2 separate regions of the Ovis aries genome follow, and region 2 is linked to region 1. Evidence: chromatin contacts called from public Hi-C data. All regions are on one chromosome and are shown on one strand. The core of a region is the stretch at or near the end of the contact, and the rest is flanking DNA. Distances in the headings are between cores, read along the strand shown. Region 1 overlaps ARMC2 (armadillo repeat containing 2). Region 2 overlaps LOC114116191 (a long non-coding RNA gene).

Evidence for each region. Hi-C and Micro-C count contacts between places; a contact is called where the count stands out from the background.
Region 2: a Hi-C map of tail adipose tissue shows a contact between it and region 1, with 2.4 times the contacts expected there. The contact joins two enhancer-like sites. A contact is called at or near these places in 5 of 16 Hi-C or Micro-C datasets (liver, muscle, omental adipose tissue and 1 more).

Annotation. Positions count from the first base shown.
Region 1 is chr8:28,579,277-28,585,841 of ARS-UI_Ramb_v3.0, reverse strand. It overlaps ARMC2 (armadillo repeat containing 2), which reads left to right. Exons shown (of 18, transcript XM_027972389.3): 6 at 1,252-1,328; 7 at 4,977-5,075. Among named protein-coding and RNA genes, the nearest start is that of ARMC2, 40 kb to the left of the region's middle. Within about 2 kb of position 2,566, at least 21 of the 54 cell types and tissues checked have an H3K27ac peak or open chromatin away from gene starts, as enhancers often do. A contact at or near this core is called in tail adipose tissue, where this site is marked.
Region 2 is chr8:28,634,836-28,641,400 of ARS-UI_Ramb_v3.0, reverse strand. The region is part of intron 6 of LOC114116191 (a long non-coding RNA gene); the gene reads left to right. Among named protein-coding and RNA genes, the nearest start is that of ARMC2, 16 kb to the right of the region's middle. Within about 2 kb of position 3,265, at least 9 of the 54 cell types and tissues checked have an H3K27ac peak or open chromatin away from gene starts, as enhancers often do. A contact at or near this core is called in tail adipose tissue, where this site is marked.

The DNA of each region.
Region 1 (6,565 bases), core at 1,317-3,816:
TCTTTCTTTGACTGACCAGGACTTCTTGCTACCAGATCTGTTGTTTTGTTGCTATGTATAAACATAAAGCAATTGTTTTGGAGTATTAAATAATCAGACTCTGGGAAGAGTAACTTGATCTTTTCTCTATTGCACGATAAGAGGAAATGTTAAATCCAGTGTTTTTTAAAAAAGGAAATGTTTACGGAAAAAATGATATTTGGAGAAACTAATCCTTGGGCAGCAGTCAAGGCCAGGGGCCAAGACACAGCACTGAACATTCACTGGGAATCTTACCCCAGCAGCAGCAGGAGCAGTGGACAGACAGACATACGGATGTTTATGGCTGACCATGGCCACATGTGTGTGCATTTATGATTTTTGTGGCAAATATTATATCTGATGATAAAAATGAAATTTTGTCGTAAAACTTGCACTATTAATCTCTCAGTGTTTTGTGTTTTTTTACCTTGGAATTTTGCACAGATATTTAAAAGTAAGTACTTTAAGCATCAGCTCTAGCTAAAGAGAAGTTATGTCCTTCATAGACCATTTCTACATTATATATAACCTTCCAAACAAAACCTAAGCATAAAATTCTGCTGTTGGCCAGCCACCAAATTTTCATCTGAAGCGCAAAATACTTGTTATCTGGGGACTGCCTGAATTTATTTTCTATTTTTTAACATTTCAAATATTTCTTTAAAATTTTTTTCATGGGCTATTAATTAATTTTCAAATAGAGATTGGAGACATAGCGATTTGGTGGAAAGAGCAGTGAATTGGACATTATGAAACCTGGGTTCCAGATCTGATGCCCCTGTGTGATTCCTGGGCACATCTGATCTAACTGGGAACAGGTTTCTTGCCAGCAGCACGAGTGCACCAGAGTGTGAGAGAAAGAGGTCTCCTGAATGCTAGGCTTTTTTGATTCAAGCACAGCAGAGTTCTTTCTTATTGTAACAGTGACCTCTTGTGGTACAGATCCTTCATCAGTTTTTCTTGGTTTGCAAAGCAAACTTTGGATTTATTTTGTTGTTGTTTCTAGTAACTGTATTTTGTATTGTAAGGCAAATCTGACTTGTCTTTAAAAGGTAAGTCTCAGCTGAAAATCAGAGGTTGATTAAAATGAGGTAGTAAGAGCACCAAACTCCATTTCATAAGCAATTCTCTGTGGTTTCTTCAGAAATCGTATTTAGCCTACTCTTAACACAGAAAGAGAACTGCTTTGGCTTTTGTGCTGAGTGCTGTGTGTATTCATCTTCCTCACAGAGACCAGGGGAAGAGGCGTCCGAGGGCTTCCTCAAGCTCCCGCAGCCCAGACCAGAGCAGGCTGGACATTAGAGCAGGTGAGGCTCCTGTGTTCTTAGAGGTCCCCAGCATCTTGTCCTCAGCATCTCCATCTGTAGGATAATCGTTTGCTTTAAAGATGTCTGATGTTGCCTCACTCCGAAATTTCCAGGAACTTTAGCCAGCTTGGTCACACATCAGCATTTATTTTTATAAATGTTTATTATTTTCACAACAGTCTTAGCACTTTACCCTTACTCGACTCCAGCGCCTCAAGCATCTATAGGTTATAGTCTACACAGAAATGATTTTATAATTCTGCACTGATGACTGCACAGAAATTATTTTGTAGAAGCATTTGGAAGGTTGCAAAACGTGACCACACAGTTCTTAAGTTGATTGAAAAGGAGTCAAAATCATGGCTTACTTAAATGACACTATATTAGCTGCATCAAACCAGCCCTTTGAGGCTTTAAAACTGAGAAAATACGTAACAATGTAAATCACAGGCTAGAAATGCTACAGAATATTTTTGTGCAATGGGATATAGCAGTTAGAAAAATGAACTAGAGTACATTTATAATATTGAATGAAATGAATATAAACATAACATCACATGAAAAAATTAAGCTGCAAAAAAACAAAGGCATGTGTTGTTATGGATACAGATCTATGTGGTAAATGTGATAAAAATAACCATTCAGTTTAGCGTGGTGGTAACCCTTGGGGAGGGGGATGGTTGGGGGAGGCACACGGAGGGCATTAACAATATCTATAATGTTTCTTTCTTTGAAATGAAGAAAATGAAAACACAGTTAATATTTGACCAGACTATTTGTGGACACACAGGTGTTCATTACCTTCTTCGTATAATATTTTGGTGCACATGAACTTTTATGAAACCAAGCTAATAATTCAAAAAATATTTTCTTATCTTCCAAACAAATTTCTTATCAGTAAAATGACTTTTGTGACCAGCAGGAATTTCTGTAGTAGTCAGGAGAATCTTAGACTGATTTCCCAGTCAGCATTGTTGCTAAGCATCTTACATGTGCATGCTAAAACCAGCAGCCAATAAACATTGTCAAGTTTTTGTGTCCCGAACTCAAAAGCTGTGGTGAAGAACTGTAACCACTGAGACAGCAAAATCTTCCAAAAACATGCTGAAATTTCTGCTTGACTTACCCAATTTCCTGTTGAATCACAATTTTTATATTTAGCAAAGTGTGAACCTAGATGAAAGTGCTCTCTAGAATGTTAGGTTGTTGCCCAAGACGGAGACAAACTCTATTTATTTATCATCTGGCAATCTTAAAAAGTGATCACATGACTCCAGGCTTCCGTTTCTAGGGTAGGAGCTGGGTTAGCGTATAAAATCAGATTTCTTTGGAGAGCAGAGTTGGAGGAGATGCGTGAGGGGAAAGGCCATGGCTGGACACCCCAGCTCACACGGGGGTTCCTGGGAGAGGGTTGAAAGCAAACTCTTACGCCACAGTGTCTGGCTAACTTCTGTTCTGAGAAGAAACAAGTCTCAGAAGCACTCGGAAGGGCCTGTGAGGGCCTTTCCTTTCCAAAGGTTAAACAAACTGCTCTGTGATTTCTGGCTCACCCCTGTAATTCGGCTCTTCCTGGGGTGAACATGTTATCAATTTTGTTTGTCCTGACAAACGGTTTGATAATTGTGGTTTCTCACAGAATGGTTCTGCTTAAGAGAGCATACCGCATAGAAGGTATAAAAAAAAAAAAACAAAACTGATTTCAACTGAAATCAGTGAAATTTGGACTCATTGAAGTCTGTATTTCTAATAAGTTTAAGTTTGTCATGGATGATTGTCTATTATATTATTTGTCTGGCTTCTTATCTCTGGGCTTTCCCCTTGCCTTGATGTATGTTGATTTTATTTCTCATACTTTGGACTTTGAGTGTGTCCGACACCTGGGAATATGAGCAACTATGTTGTTTATACAGCTTGAATAGTCGTGTTTACTTTTAGGATCCATATCCGTGATTTATCAGTGTCAGGGAAGATTTGTAAGAGTAATGAGCCAGAAGATGGAGGTGGTGGTCTGCAGTCCTTTTCCTGCAGCTCCTAAACCTCGGGAGCTCTGAGAGCTGAGATACTGTACAAACTCATTTAGTGACAGTGCCTGGCCTGTGCTGGTGGGAGTCCAGTTCTCGTTTTTGTTTCTTTAGTGTGTTATAGTCACATGCTTTGCTGCAGGGTGCTGCCTCAGAAGACCGTGCTGGCAGTGATGTGTGAAGCAGTGTGAGCACCATGTGTGCCTGTGCTGAGTCGCTTCAGTCATGTCTGGCTCTTTGAGGTCCATGGGTTACAGCCCTCCAGGCTCCTCTGTCTATGGGATTCTCCAGGCAAGAATACTGGAGTGGGCGGCCATGCCCTCCTCCAAGGGATCTTCCCGACCCAGGGATCGAACCCGCATCGCTCATGTCTCCTACATTGGCAGACAGGTTCTTTACCACTAGAGCCACCTGGAAAGCCTGAGGGCCTCAGGGCGAGGCCGTCAGAGGAGGAAGGCTGTGGATTTTGTCTCTAGCTCTGCTTCTGAGTGTCTGGCCCGGCAGCCCCCACCCCCCACCCCCGGCTAGACAGTCTTTGTTTTAGACCTTGAGATCTTGCCTGTGTGAAATGTAATCATGATTTGCAGTTTCTAATACGATTTACATTTCTGCCTGAAGTTATCTTTTAGTTTGCCAATTTGCTTCAGGGCAGAATAGCCCCCAAAGAGGTCAAGTGCAATGCAGTGGAGCTCTGTGACTTTGGCCAGGTTACTTAATAACCCTGAGCCCCTCTCTCTTCATCTGGAAAATAGTGACAATGTGGGGACCTCCTGAGAGTGTTGTGACAAAAATGCAGACCTGTTGGATCTAAAGTACACCATCTGTGGGAGTTCTAACTTGTCCACAGCTGCCTCCTCAGGCTGCCTCTCTCTCGGTGATCTGGTGATAACACACAGCCTGATACACTTCAGACAGGGATGACCTCTTTATTGTTGTTTTTTTTTTTTTAACCAGGGAAGTGAAACCATGCTGACTGAGTGCTTCTAGATGCTAGGCACTGGGCTCAGAGCTTTGCTTACATCGGGTCTTTGAATTCTCATAACCCTGAAGGCAAATATTTTAATCTCGGTTTTGCTGATGAGGCTCAGAAAGGATAAGAAACCAGACCCCCATCACCCAGTGCATCAGTAACGGAGCTGGGATTTGAACTGAGGTCTGTCAGCACCCAGAGCTCAGGCTTCCTGTTGCCCCACACAAAACCACTGGTGTGAGAAGCCCTGGCCCCACAATACTGTGAACATTCTATTTTCTGTAGGAGAGAAAGTCCCTGCAGGCCTCCCTCAGAAAATTTTCCATTAAAACATTTTCAAAATCCTTGTTCTTTACATATCTGTAGTTTTCTCTTTATTTTATGTTATAGAGGGATGTTTAAAAAGAAAAAACAAACAAGCAGAAACAAGCCAGAACTCCAGAGTGCCTCGGAGTTTAAAGTTATGATTTCTTTACATGATCTTTACTGAGTTTAATTTGACTAGAAGACGTGTAATCAGTTGGGTTGAGGGGGCAAAGTGTAATGTAATTCCAGAGTTCATTAATTTTAGGGATGGGTAACGAACTCTCATCGGCAGTGTTCTAGTTGTAACCCCCTTTTCACGGCTCTTTCTCTTGTTCTGTTTTTCTGTTGCAGGCTCAAAAGCTGACTTGCAAGAAAAGGATACAGAAATAGAAGTAGATGAAGTATTTTGGAATACAAGGATTGTACCCATTTTGCATGACTTAGAAAAAGGTAAAAAAAAAAAAAAAGTCGCTTTAGATCGAAAATATCTCCAGTTATTTATATGTTCCCCATTGCCCTGATATTTTCAGTGTACTCTGTCATTTCTGTGAACTTGTTCAGAAACAAGTGAAATCATCTATTTACCTAGTAATGTATGTATTCAGTATTACATTTTAAAATTATACTTTAAATACCGCAAGAGAACCTACTTCTAAAAGTCCCTTTAGAATATAAATTACCACTGCTTCTGCCCAAGGAAATGCCAGTTTGAACTCTCTGGAGTGGTAGTTCATGAATGACAGTGCAAAACTAAAATAAATTTCAGTCCTCTGAAACGTTGGCCAAGTCTCACAGATCGACATCCTTGGCAGGTATGCCCATGGTTTTCTAGATCCAAGTGTATACAGTTGGCCCTCCATAGCTTCAGGCTGCACATCCACGGATTCAACCAGCCATAAATGGAATTTTATTCTGTGTTGGTTTGAATTCGCAGATGTAGAACCTGCGGATGTGGACGGCCAACCATACAGTACCATTTTATACACAGGGCTTGTGCATCCGTGGATTTCGGTATACTCAGGGGTCCTAGAACCAATACCCTGTGGCTCCTGAGGGAAGGCTGTATATCCAGTTTTCCAAAGGTTGAACATGGTTGTTGGGGATGCCACCCAGAGAGAGCAGTGGGCTTGGATGTGCCCCGCCCTTGAGCTCTGGAACGCCCCGGCAGTGAAGGCCTGCAACCCATGGGCCTCTGCCAAGGTGACCTGTGGAAAGCTTGGCGGGGAAACACCCCTGCTCCTGCTTTCTACCCCTTTGCTGCTCTTCAGGGATTCCACTTCTGAAGTTGAAATGGGCTCCTCTGGAGCTGCAGTCCTGGCCCACAGCACGCATGAGGCCCTCACTAGCAACTGTGGAACCAGTGTCCCTTGGATGAGCAAACCAGCATGGTAGCCACAGGAAGAAACCCTAGGAGAAGCAGGGTAAATGAGTCCTGGCCACCAGCCCACCAGGAAAGCTGTGCAAAAGACCTACTTCCTTGAAGGTTTGAATGGCCTCACCCATCCTGGGCTCTCTGGGGGTGCTTGGTGGTAAAGAAGAAAGCACAGCAGGGCAGGTGACTAGCAGCACAGAGGCCTGTCTTGGAGAAAGTCTTCCGCTGGAAGGATTTTAAGAGGGCTCTGTCACCACAAAGAAGATTGAGGAGTTTGGCATTCGAAATGTAGATGAATCTCCCTTCTCAGGGGATGATTAAACCCTGAAGAATGGTATCTCTTTCACAGACAAATTGAAAAACAGCAAACAGTGGCAGTTTTGCCACAGGGTATTGGTTCTAGGACCCCTGAGAACACCAAAATCCGTGGATACGCAAGTCCTGTGTATAAAATGGTATTGTCAGAGAAGGCAATGGCACCCCACTCTAGTATTCTTGCCTGGAAAATCCCATGGACAGAGGAGCCTGATAGGCTGCAGTCCATGAGGTCACTAAGAGTTGGACATGA
Region 2 (6,565 bases), core at 2,016-4,515, 55 kb before region 1:
AAAGGGGAATAACAACAGAAGTTACTTCAGGGAATTTGGACATGAACGTAATAGGAGCACTTTTTCTCCCCTCTTTTCCTATTAGTCACCCTCCCTCCCTCATCCCTTCTTCAAATGTAAACCTGAAAAGTAACTGGTTTCATGCTTGAAACTGTATGTCCTCAAAAGCAATCTTCTTCCCACCCTGCCTGAAGTTGCTTTGTTTCTGGACAGTATACAGTGTCTGCTCATTATCACTCTACTGTCCCACTTCCATGCACATCTCTCTGATTGTTACTGTCCCATAACTAAGGCTATAAGCCTGGTGGTTGGCTAACTGTGCCAAGGGCCTACCTGTGGAGGACTCACTGCTAACACTCGAGAGGTAGATGGGCATGGCCCACCTGCCCTGGACTGCTTTGTCCTACATCAGTCGTCAGTGAGGGCAGGACTGTCAACAGCAATCGTCAAGGGACAACACCTTGTGGATGAAGATACCTGTGCGTGGGGGGGTAGGGGTGTATGTGTATGTGTGTGTGCTAAGTCACTTCAGTCATGTTCCACTCTTTGCAACCCTATAGACTGAGCCTGCCAGGCTCCTCTGTCTATGGGATTTTTCAGGCAAGAATACTGGAGTGGGTTGCTACACCCTCCTCTAGGGGATCTTCCCAACCCAGGGATGGAATCTGTATCTCTTACATCTCCTGCAATGGCAGGTGGGTTTTTTACAACTAGCACCACCTGGGAAGCCCATGTATATGTATACGTGTGTGTGCGCGTGTGTGTGCATGTGTGTGTGTGTGTGTGTGTATTCATTCTGTGCAATTTTTGGTATTGAGGTCCACATCATGCTTTACTTTTCTCTATGTATAGCTAGGTTCGTTATGAGCATTTGGGTGAATTTTTAGTTTCTCAAGAAATAATTTCCAATATTTTTAATATATTTTAAAATAATAGCTAATAGTAACAGTATTTTGGTTGGGCAAACCTTTCCAAATTTGGGGAAATTTTTAATAAAAATGACTATTAGAAAACACCAAAGAATAACCAAAAACTGAGAGAAACCAGACAAGAATCTACCTGAGTGAGATTTGCTATTTGCAGCAGCTTTTTGCTTTTGATAACTTCCCAACCTCTGGACAGCTTAGAGGCAGCAAAAATTCACAGTCTTGCTGGATTAAAGAGTCAGATGCAGAGTTTGGTATAGGATGCCATCATATATCCATCAGAATGGCTAAAATTTAAAAGATTTATAAAGCTAAATGTTAATGAGAATATAGAGTAACTGGAATTCTCATATGTTGTTGTATGTAGCTGGATATATGTGGGACTTTAAAATGGTACAACCATTTTGGAAAATGGCTTGACAGTATCATACTATTAATATCAAGCTATACTTGGACTTAGCAATTTATCTAAAAGAAATGAAAACACACACACACACACACACACACACACACACACACACACACACACACACACAACGGTTGTTTGAGACTGTTCATAGCAGCTTTTTTTTTCCAATAGCCAAAAGCTGGCTTCCCAGGTTGTGCTAGTGGTAAAGAACCCACTTGCCAGTGTAGAAGGTGCAAAAGATTTGGGTTTGATCCCTGGGTTGGGAAGATCCCCTGGAGGAGGAAATGACAACCCACTCCAGTATTCTTGCCTGGAGAATCCCACGGCCAGAGGAGCCTGGGGGCTACTGTCTACAGGGGCAAAGGATGGGCCACAACTGAAGTGAAGCAAGCAAGCAGAAGATGGAGGCAACTCACTGTCCACCACCCAGATAGTAAGATACCATCTAACAATGGTTCTTCCACCGTAAGAGCCAGTGTTCTCACAATGGGATACTACACAACAATAAACACAAAGGAATTACTCAGCAAAATGGATGAGTCTCACAAATAGTATGCTGAATAACAGAAGGCAGATCCAAAGGAGTATCGTTTTATATGTGAAGTTCTAGAGCAGGCAAAAATAATCACAAGTTAAAAAATAAAAACAGCGGCTTGTCTCTGAATGGGAGTAAGAGGAGACACAGGGGAAATTTCTGGGGAGATGAAAATGTTCTATATTGTGATAGGGACATTGATTATGTGTGAGCATTCATTTGCCACAATTGCACAATGAAAAATTGTATATTTTAGTGTGTAGAAATTACCTAAAAGAATGAATGAAAATAATTGTAATGAAGTATGTATGTGGGGAGTAGAGAAACAGATGAAACAAAGCTGTTTAAGCTGGAGGTTGGGTACATGGGGGCTCATTTTCTGTTCATTTTGTATACATTGGAAATTTTACAAAATAGAAGTTTAAAAATATAATAGTATACAATTCCTTTTGACTACAGCAAGACCCACTGAACATTATGTAGTATTTTTAATTAGCTGGAGGTTAAAACGAGAAGTTAACTGGCTTTGCTCATGAATGTGTTTCTCTTTATTTCTTGGATCATTTTCATCTGTTTCAGTGTTCAAAAATAGAAGAGAGGTCATCACTGTAGTGCGGTCTCAGTATTAAACTTTATTACTAACATTTCCTCAGAGAGCAGACTAAAGAAGGCTAATTTTATCAGAAAATTAACAACCGCTCATGTTAGCAAGTTGTATAAGAATATGTTTGATAAACTCCAGCATTAAATTGGCTAATTTTTTTTAATTCTGCTAAATTATACACTTAAAAATGGTTAGGATACTATGTGTTTTTACAATTAAAAATTTTTATGTAAGCAAAAATGTTGCAGATGAAGAGATAAAGTGGTTTTCTTTTTCTTCCACATACTCAATATTTATTTCTCTTGCCCTTGGATGTCACATGGTACTCATTACAGTTCCGGGAAGTGAAACACTTTTTAAAATATTTCAAATAATTGTCCTCAGGTTCCCAACAAGCAAGATCCAGGATACCAATATTCCCTGAAATTTATAAACAGAAATACTTCATGAACCATTTCTTCATGTGTAAACTTTGTGATGAGTTTAATTTTAGCAGCTTGTTTATATCAATCTTTTTATTTCATAATTTAAACTCCCAATTTGGGGGTGGAGGGCCAGAAGAAGAAGAAAAAAGATGGCTTTCATATGTAAAGAACCTCTCAGTATAAATTCACCGAAGCAGTCCTTAGAGGAAAAGATGGCATCGTAGCACTGCCTTTTCATAAAGTTTTAATTTGGAAGTTCTTCAAGAGTATAAGCTTTCACACTGGAATGTCTCTGGCTGGGCAGCTCGGGTAGTTTTGAAATCTCTGTTTCATGGGAACTCTGTGGTTTCTGAAACAGAACAGATATTCCTCCAGGGCAGTTTAGGGCAACCAGGCAGCGGGAAGGACTCAGCAGTCCTGGCCAGATAGTAGGGCTGGAGGGAGAGTTTTCCGGAATGAATGAATGCCTACTGTTTTCCATCATTGAGTCATTTGGTTGGAGAGGTCAGGTCTAGAGAGAAAGAATCTGATTGCCTGAGGTGAGGCCATGAGCCTGCCGCTGGCTGTTGGGGGGGTGGAGGATGGAAGTGGGGGTGGTGACAGGAAGTTTCTACCAGGAAGAACCTTCAGGAACTCCTTCAGCCTTCTCAGTGGCAGGACAGGGTGTCTCCAATTACTGAACATACTGGAGGAAATGAAATTCACAAGAGGCAAGAGGGTTTTGTTGCAGTGAGGGGACAGATGGGTCCACTTCTGAGAAGGGGAAGCTGCTCAGAATCACACATTCCCTGTCCACTTCATCTATGCTGATACATCCTCAGGGTCCTCCAGTCCAAGAAGATGGCCATGTCTTATGATCCTGATCATCCTCAGTCATCCTTGCAGCAGTGGACAGAGTGAGTCACTCAGGATACTTTGGGCTGCATGGAGAGCCTCACCTGGCTCACACAATACAGGAAAGATTATTTCACACAGCAAGTCATCCTGAGACAGGATGGCTTGGTTGAGTCAGAGGCTAAGCAATATTGTCAAGGACCCAGATGAATTCCACCTTTCTGCTTTGTCATTATAAGGGTGTCAGTCCTGGTACGGTGGCAGCAGTTCCAGTGTTCAGATCCCCACATACCACCATCCAGAGACAGAAAAAGGGCTCATTGTGTCCGTGTGTCTCTCTCTAAGAGCTAAGAAACCTTTCTCGGAAGGCCCTCAGCAGATGTCTTTTTTGTGCCTCATTGGTCAGAATTGGGTCATGTGCCTTTTGGGGCCAGTTACCATGAAGGAAAATGGCATTGCCACAACTGGCGTAATCGAGATATGAGGCCAGCCTTCCCTAAACCTTGTGGCCACAAAGAGTAAAATCGACAACTGAAAAAAGTTGGGTGAAATTTTGCGGACACCTGTCACATTGGTGGCTCCTTATATTTGAGAAATTCCACACAGTATGAGTCCCAGATGGAAACAGAACTCTCCTTCCTGATTGGCAGGAAGGCTTGGGTGCAGGCATGTTACCTGGACTCCACCAACCAGATACACCTGCTCAAGACTTGAATTTAGAACTGAGCAAAGGCAGGAACTAGGGGCCGGCAGTTTCTTTTTTCCAATGAAGATGGGGGAACCTTTTGGGTAGACAATGCAGTTTTTAGAAACAGCTAAGTGGTAACATCTCGTGCATCACATCCATGTTACAGTGAGCAGTGGCCACAGATCTTCACTGGAGCAGTTTGGTAGTATAATTTGGGTATTTTTCCAGGTTATATAGTCTTCAAGCCTGGTTTTCCAGCCCTCCTAGGGGTCCTGTGAGCTCCCAGAGTCCATAAATAAACTCCTTTCTAGCTTAAACTAGCTGGAGATGGTGCTGTTGTTCATTACCAGGAACTCTGCAAGGAAGAAATAAAGAATAGCTATTGGGTAGACAAAACCATGTCTACTACAGTAGGGCATCAGTAGGTAATTGGGGGACTTCTTTGACGGTCCAGTGGTTAAGACTCTGCACTCCAAATGCAGGAGATTCTGGTTTGATCCCTGGTCAGGGAAATAGATCCAGTATGCTGCAACTAAGACTCAGAGCAGTCAAAAAAATAAATACTTAAAAAAAAAAGTAGGTAGTCAGCACTGCAAATTACCAGGGGGCTGGATTTTGTGGGGCTACACCCGCCTTACAGAAAATACCACATGAACAACACCCCAGGAGCTGTGCCTTGCTGCCAGATCTGGCTTCCTTTCTCAGTTGTCCTCCTTGGGATGACTTCAGGATTACTACTTTTCCTCTGGAAATCTGCTCTTACTGCCTTTCTCTTTAAGCAGTTTCAAATGGCTTCATACTCTGAGAATTCCCGTCGCCCTTCCCCGGGCCTAATGGGTAGGTGTAACTTAATACTGTGTGGAAGAAATCACAGACCAGGCTAGCCAAGTCAAGTCAAGCATAAATAAAAAGGTTAAGAAAAAAGAGATGCATGACACAGTCATACGCATGACTGTATCTCCTCTTACAAATAACCAAAAGGTAAGGAACTTTGCTTGCAATTTATTTAACATTTTTATTAAGCCAACAAATAAATTTATGGTAACATTAAGGAAACTTTCAACAGCAGAAGAAAAAAACTGCATTTACAATTCTGCCCCTCTCCCTGCCTCAGCAGAACTACTTGTGCCTCTTAACACTGTCTTATTTGCATATACCTGTGCTTTTCATTAGGGGGGGTGGTGGTGGTGCTTTAGTTGCAAAGTCGTGTCCGACTCTTGAGATCCCATGGACTGTAGCCTGTTAGGCTCCTCTGTCCATGGGATTCTCTAGGCAAGAATAGTGGAGTGGGTTGCCATTTCCTTCTCCAGAGGATCTTCCCGACCTAGAAATTGAACCCAGGTCTCCTGTACTGCAGGCAGATTCTTTACCAACTGAGCAATGAGGGAATCCCCCCATTAAGTGGGTACCTCACATTTTGCCTAATCATCAACCACCTTCAGTAGATATTTAGGAGGCTTCCAAGCTTACAAACGTTCTTATAATAATTTTGCATTAAGCAGGTGTGAAACATTGTTCTTCCGATGAATAATGCCAATCATTGAATCAGATAAACACTTTGAATGGCTTTGCCTGGCCCTGCTGATTTGCATTGCCATCAGCAGCACATATGTGGGCCATTTTTGCTCCAACATGGCCAGCAGCGAGTATGTTTAAAATATCTTATTAATTTAATAGAAGTAAAATGCAACCTTATTGCTTTTATTTTGTATATTTTAATTATTATTTAGGTTTTCCTTTGACTCTTGATTGTGAAGACTCCCTTGTTCACCGTTATCATAGAATGTTCCAAGACAGAGTCAGCACCAGGCTCCTGGGTTGTAAATGTAATAATGGTGTTCACATTATCAAGAATGTTTCAGAAAGTGCCATGTGGTTTTTTTCAGGAGCTGGTTTTAGGCAGAATTAATCCTTTTAGAGAGTTATTATATTGGATTGTCCTAGTTATGTCAAAGGATGGCCTGGGGGAGGGGATTTCTTCATTTGTTTGAACATTGCTGAACATTTAATTTCAAATTTTCTGCTTAGGGCATAATGAAAAATGTTCACTGAATTTGTGGCAATAAATGTAAACTGCATTTTTGACATTTGAAAAATTTAAAATAGGTTAATATTACAGAATTACGTTGGTTCTCTGTAACATC